Regions from separate parts of the Ovis aries genome. Here region 1 is linked to region 2. The links are chromatin contacts, called in public Hi-C maps. All regions are on one chromosome and are shown on one strand. The core of a region is the stretch at or near the end of the contact, and the rest is flanking DNA. Distances in the headings are between cores, read along the strand shown. Region 1 overlaps NEDD9 (neural precursor cell expressed, developmentally down-regulated 9). Region 2 holds the start of NEDD9 (neural precursor cell expressed, developmentally down-regulated 9).

Evidence for each region. Hi-C and Micro-C count contacts between places; a contact is called where the count stands out from the background.
Region 1: a contact with region 2 is called in a Hi-C map of liver, with 5 times the contacts expected there. The contact joins the enhancer-like site here to the promoter of NEDD9 in region 2. A contact is called at or near these places in 2 of 16 Hi-C or Micro-C datasets (blood and liver).

Annotation. Positions count from the first base shown.
Region 1 is chr20:44,169,502-44,172,549 of ARS-UI_Ramb_v3.0, forward strand. All of the region lies in intron 1 of NEDD9 (neural precursor cell expressed, developmentally down-regulated 9), which reads left to right. Among named protein-coding and RNA genes, the nearest start is that of NEDD9, 110 kb to the left of the region's middle. Within about 2 kb of position 1,365, at least 19 of the 54 cell types and tissues checked have an H3K27ac peak or open chromatin away from gene starts, as enhancers often do. A contact at or near this core is called in liver, where this site is marked.
Region 2 is chr20:44,062,066-44,065,229 of ARS-UI_Ramb_v3.0, forward strand. It overlaps NEDD9 (neural precursor cell expressed, developmentally down-regulated 9), which reads left to right and starts at 1,888. Exons shown (of 8, transcript XM_060403510.1): 1 at 1,888-2,099.

The sequences.
Region 1 (3,048 bases), core at 115-2,614, 110 kb after region 2:
CTTACACAGATGGGAAACTGAAGCTCAGACAGGTTAAGTCACTTACCTGAAGACAGAGTTAATAATGAACTGAGCGAGCATTCAAACTCCAACCATTGTGCCGTGTTGCCTGGGAGGAGGGGTGGCATTAAGACACCCAAATTAAGCTGCCGGAAGAAGCTGAGCAGAATGCAACAAAGAAATACAAAAAAGAGCATGTTCCTGGGGAACAGGCAAGAGTGAAGAGGCGAGCTCCATGGCAGCGCTAGTTAATCCATGAAACAAAGGCCAGACTCTGATAGTTCCAAGGCACAGCAGGCTGGGCTCAGTGTAAACGTCTGTGCTGCCCACCCGGAGAGGCTTTCTCGGATCCCATCTACACTTGGATGGCTGGGGTATAGATGACTCACTTCTCTGGAGGAGAGATAAGAGGGGGAGGCTGGGGTGCCCAAGCCCCAGATTTCTGGGGATAAACTCTCCTGTGTCCAGTGAGAGGGAGCAGAAGGGCCCAGGCGTGTTAACACTGCAGGAGAGGAAACCCGGGACACAGCGGGATAAGGGAAGGCTTGCCCTGTCGCGAGCACCTGCAGGCGGAGCGCGAGCCGCGGAGGGCGGGCCGGGCCGTGTGCTTGTAGGCAGCAGCTGTGGACTTGGTGCCAATAAGCTGACCTGCCTCTGCTGTCTGCCAGGGGCCCACCGAAGGGATCTAAGTTTATCTACCGTTCCCTAACCACTGCGCTGTTTAAAGCCTTCGGAGTCCCCCCTTGTTGTCTGCGGGGCGAAGCCGTGACTCCTCTCAAGGTGGAGGCCCCTCCCGACCGGGCTCGGGCTCCGGCTCCGGCCTCGTCTGTCGTCGCCCTGACCGTGAGCTCAGCCACGTGCCCTGGCCCTGGGCCTCCTCAGCCCTCACTCCGCCCCCTCGGTCTCCCCTGCTCCCTTCCCGCCTCTTTTCCTTCCTGGCCTCTCTGCCCTGCACGTGCCATCAGCTCCCCCCGGAACGTCTTTTCGCCCAACTCTGTGATCATCTGCCGGCTCCCTCTCATCTTCCTTCAGGACTCCTCTCCCCCAAAACCTCTTCTGATTCTCCCAGGCCTGGCCGACATCCCATCCTCTCCACGAGCCCCCAAGCGAACACCTCTATTCTGCTTACCCGAGCAGCCCAACCGCCTGTCTCCTTGCCCACCTCCCTTCCTCAGGACCAGCGATCGAGAGGTCTTGCTCAGCATCTTGGTCATATGTCCCCAGCCCCCACTACAGCCTCTTGTACAGAGCGGGTGCTCAGTAAGCCTGTCCGCTGGCTGGTGACATTGAGGACAGGCGGGCCTGCCGCCTTCTGACTTCCCATCTCCTCTGAGAGTCTGTGAGTCTCTATTTCTGCTCCTGCAGTGAGGCGCAGAGGACAGGAAGTTGCCAAAGCCGGATGATAAGACTTCTTCTGTTTGGGGCTGCCCACGTCGGCCTGGTCTCTGCAACTTGTAAAAACAGTTTTGATGAGGCAAGAGCTGCAAAAACCTAGCAGGATAACAATGACAGTGGCGTCTCAACCAGCTGTGGCCTGTCCAGATTATATGAGCCTCTGGTGGCTGTGGGGTTGGGAAGGGTGTGGGGGCGAGGTCGGCTTTATGTAGGAGTCAAAAGGACAACTGTCAAAACTGATCTGAGTGTTTCAAAGACTCTTCTCTCTCAAGGCATTGCCTCTAGAGGTCAGCCTGACACCTGAAATCCTCACCTTAAATGCTTTCTTCTTAAGGCTGGATGTCCCAGAAGAGACCAGACAGAAATGAAATATGTTACCCAGATGGTGTAACCCTTGAAGTCACGTTTGGCCATTAAATGTGTGTGTGAGTCGCTCAGTCATGTCCGACTCCTTGTGACCCCATGGATTGTAGCCTGCCAGGCCCCTCTGTCTATGGGATTCTCCAGGCAAGAATACTGGAGTGGGTTGCCATTCCCTTCTCCAGGGGCATCTTCCCAACCCAGGGATCAAACCCAGGTCTCTTGCTTTGCAGGCAGATTCTTTACTGGCCGAGCTGCCGGGATGCCCTTGATTGGCCATTAAGAGCCAATTGTAAATTAGTTTTTCATTGCCCAGACTAGCTCCTGAAGAACTGTGAACTGTGAACATCTCAGTTTAGAAGGTTGGGTAAGACTGTACACTGCCCATCACCTCTTTTGAACGTAGAGATAACTCTGAGCTGGAGATATTGAGGATTTTTAGCGCAGATTTGCAAGGAAAGAAATTGAGCTGGGAGAGAAGTGACTTGCCCAAAGTTGCAGCTCATAAAGAGGGAAAGACATGGCTGGGCCTCCAGTCTTCACCGCCCCCACCTCCCACAGCATACCACCGCCCCCCTCCACTGCCCCTCTTCACCCCACTTCACCTCCTGGTTCTGCTCTATTGGTGGAGAGATGGGTTGGGGGCTGGGCAGCGCAGACTGGCTCCCCTTTTCCTAAATGAGGAGCCATGAAGGGCGGAGGGGAAGGGGCTGAGGCCTGGAAAGGCTGGTGTGAGTGGAGGCAACAGGGAAGTTTGGCTGACTCTGTGTAACTCAGCTTCCTGGAGGCCCTGACTCAGTAGCCCTGGACTGAAGCTGGCTGTCTGGGCTCCACAGAAAGAAAAGGTTTTCACAGCCTCTCTGCGTGAGGCTCTGAACACAGATTCAGGCTGCTGCCTGCAGCAGTTACTGGTTGAGTGATCAAAGGCAGTCAGGGAGCCTTGAAAAGCTGAGCAGGGCTGGGTGGGGGGTAGGGGTGGGGGCGGTGGGACTGCTCAGTCAACAGCCAGCCTGGATCTGCTCCCCAGCGCTAACCTCCCCTCCTCAGCCCTAACTCCCCTCCTCCCCAGAAAGAGTCCACACCAGTCTTAGAGGGAAAGTCTAGAGATAAATACAAGGCAGAGCCAAGCCCTCCCTGCCTGTGAATTCTAGTGTGTGCCTTGTAATAAGAATTATTCCACCCAGCAAACAGAGGGGGCCTTTGAACTCACCTGGGGGCCTCTGAGCCTTCTCCTGACCACACAGCAAAAGTGAACCACAGATATCTACTTCCTCCTTAAAGAGCATTGCTCTT
Region 2 (3,164 bases), core at 638-3,137:
CTTCTGAAATGAGAGGTCTTTGGAGACTAAAAGTTCAAAAAGTGGCCTCTTATCAGGTAGTTTATCAACATTTAATGCATTCAGTGGAAGGTCCAGAAGCAAATATTCAGTGATTAAATGGCCTATATGCACCTTAGAGCTTTTCTTCCAAATATCAACTGTAAGGATAAAACCAATTTTTAAAACTTCTAGATATTTTCAGTGGTTTTTGAAAAATGCTTGGAGGAAACTCTGGCTTAACTGTATTGTTTGATATGTGTTTCTACCATTAAATTAAGATTATATTTTATATCAGGGATTATGTTAAAGTTATTTGACCTCTGGTCTGTTGAAATATTTCTTAATTATGCTTAAGATGCTGTCATCTAATTTCACTGCTCTCATTCTCAGACTTCATCAAGGAAGAATATATGGGATCTTCAGCCATGCATGTGTGTATGTATTAGTTGCTCAGTTATGTCCGACTCTTTGTGACCCCGTGAACTGTAGCCTGCCAGGCTTCTCTGTCCGTGGAATTCTCCAGGCAAGAATACTGGCGTGGGTTGCCATTCCTTTCTCCAGAGGATCTTCCTGACCCAGGAATTGAACTCTGATCTCTTGCATTGCAGGCAGATTCTTTACAATTTGAGCTGCAGAGAAATCCTTCAGCCATATATAAATAATAAGAAAAAAATTGAAGTGAGACAGGTAGGGGGCTTTGTACATGGTTAATGGATGCTCTATGTCTTTCCCTCCGTGTTTTGTTTGATCCTGCTTCCCAGGTGGCGCTAGTGGTAAAGAACCCAACTGCCAATGCAGGAGACCTAAGAGGCCTGAATTCGATCCTTGGGTTCGATCCAGGGAAGAGCCCCTGGAGGAGGGCATGGCAGCCCACTCCAATATTCTTGCCTAGAGAATCCCATGGACAAAGGAGCCTGGTGGGCTACAATCCATAGGGTTGCAAAGAGTCAGACATGACTGAAGCAACTTAGCACGCAGCACCAACAGCAAAGGTTGGCAGAGAGTGTGTTGAGAGTGGATTAGTCACTTTGCTACATGTTGGCATGGTGTTGACTGTGAGCTGTTCTGTGACTGAGGCTGTAAGAGATAAGCATTTAAGAATGGTGAGGTGCTATTCTAAGAAAATATCTGTAAGGTCCTGAGTAATGTGCCTCATTGTTGGGACAGCAAGTATTTGTTTACAGTAATTCTCAAGGGTTAGTGGAGATTATCTTGCTGAGCCCCAAGGAAGTTCTAGGAAATTCGACTTAAAATCAAGTCTGGTGCTGCATCACGGTTTTTTCAAATCAAAATTTACAATAAATATAGATATTTTCCATCCCTTCATATAATGCAATTCAGCAGTAAAGGTGCTGGCAGCAAAGAAATATCGGAAGTGTGGCCCTGGGAATTTTCCCAAAGGCTATTTTTAAAAAATAGGACATTTTGATGAACAACAATGATAATTAAAATGAAAAATCTGTCAGTGCACTACGGGGAACAAAATCTCAACCAGCTATAAAGTTATTCTAGCTAACATTTGTATCATTATTTATGCCATCTAAACATAAAGCAAGGATTTGCAGGAGTTCTACAAAAATTCCAAAAGCATTATACCCGCTATTCATGGAGAATGGCAAATTTGCTTTGGTTCATTTGCCTTTTATCCCTCACTGTTCTAAAAGAGAACAGATATTACATTGTTGAGCTCTATAGCAGTTGTGATCAACAGAAAAAAGAACAAACATCTTTAATTGTTCACAAAGCAACAGATAATTCCCACAACAGACACTGCTTCTGACAACCGCATATTTAAGGCAGAGGAAAAATAGACTGTGTACATACCATGGGGTTATTCCCTAAAAGTCTAGTCAGCATGACTTGCATTCGGGGGAAAGTCCACTAGACATAATCTAAGCCAGACCGCATCAGTGCATGTTTGTCCCCTGCTCTTCCATTAGCACGGAGTGAAATTTCACAGCTAAAATGTCTGCATCAGCTTCTGAAGGAAGAGAGTCCGTATTCCTCACTGTGACCTTGATTCCCTGATGAACCTCAGCAATACTGGTGATTGCTCTTCCCCCGCTATGCCCATCTTATTATCAGTGATAATGGAAGAGGTGAGTCTCTCACTTTCCTATTTCTTTCCGGTGACACTCTCGCCATCTCCAGCACCTATTTTTGCTGTGTTTTCAAAAAGATGGATGTGTCAGTTGCCGTTGTCTCAAAGCATTTTCTCAGAACTGCCTGGCCAGAAAATCCTCTGCACGCCAGAAGGAGAAAAGAGACCTTTTGAGATATTTGTCAGCTTCATTAACCCAGACATGTGCTTTATAAAAATGGAACTTCCGATAAAGATTTTAGGCACTCTTCGACCTTATTCTCTGCATAATTTAAGGATAAAAAAATCTTATTCTTTGCCTTCTTCTTCTGCATCAGCGTTCCGAGGATTGCTATAGGTTTCCTTCCTTTGTGTTTGTTCCAGTTCAGAATTTTACCATTTCCTTTTTCTGTTTGTATTTCTGATTTCATGATCACTCCATTATTTTATTCATCTTCAGTGTCCCCATGTGGGTTGTTCGTATGACTGGTGACATCAATGACTGCTGGCATAGCATAATCTCAAAGAACTCTCTCATAAGTACTCGTTTTACAAGCCATCAGTTACTTAAGGCATTTGGCAATAATGTTTGCTTAGCAGATCAAGTGGTTTATCTTCTAAGTCGTGTATCTTACATTTCTTTGCCGAATTCTGGCTTCTGTCTAGATCTTGCAGGAACCTGAAGAAAGTCACATGGGGCTGCATCAACTTCCTTGTTCAGTTGGGGACAGTCTGATGATGTCGCCCACCAGCTAACCTGTTCTTCCCTTCCCTCCCCGCAGTGTGTGTGCCTGTTGGGGGAGGGAAAAGGAAACCAGACTAGGTAGCCAGTTGGAAACGACCGGTGTTTTTATTTTCTTTCTTTTTTTTTTTAAATGACTGTGTCAGATTTAGTACCAGGGTCTAGCTGACCTCATAGAACACATTGCAAAGCGTTTCCTCATCTTCTGTTTTGGAAAACATTTATGTAAGTTTGATACCTTTTCTTACCTTAATGTTTAAAAGAGTTCACCAGTGATACCATCTGACCCTGATGTATTTAAGGAAAGAGTTCAATCACAAATTCAGTTTACTTAATAAATGC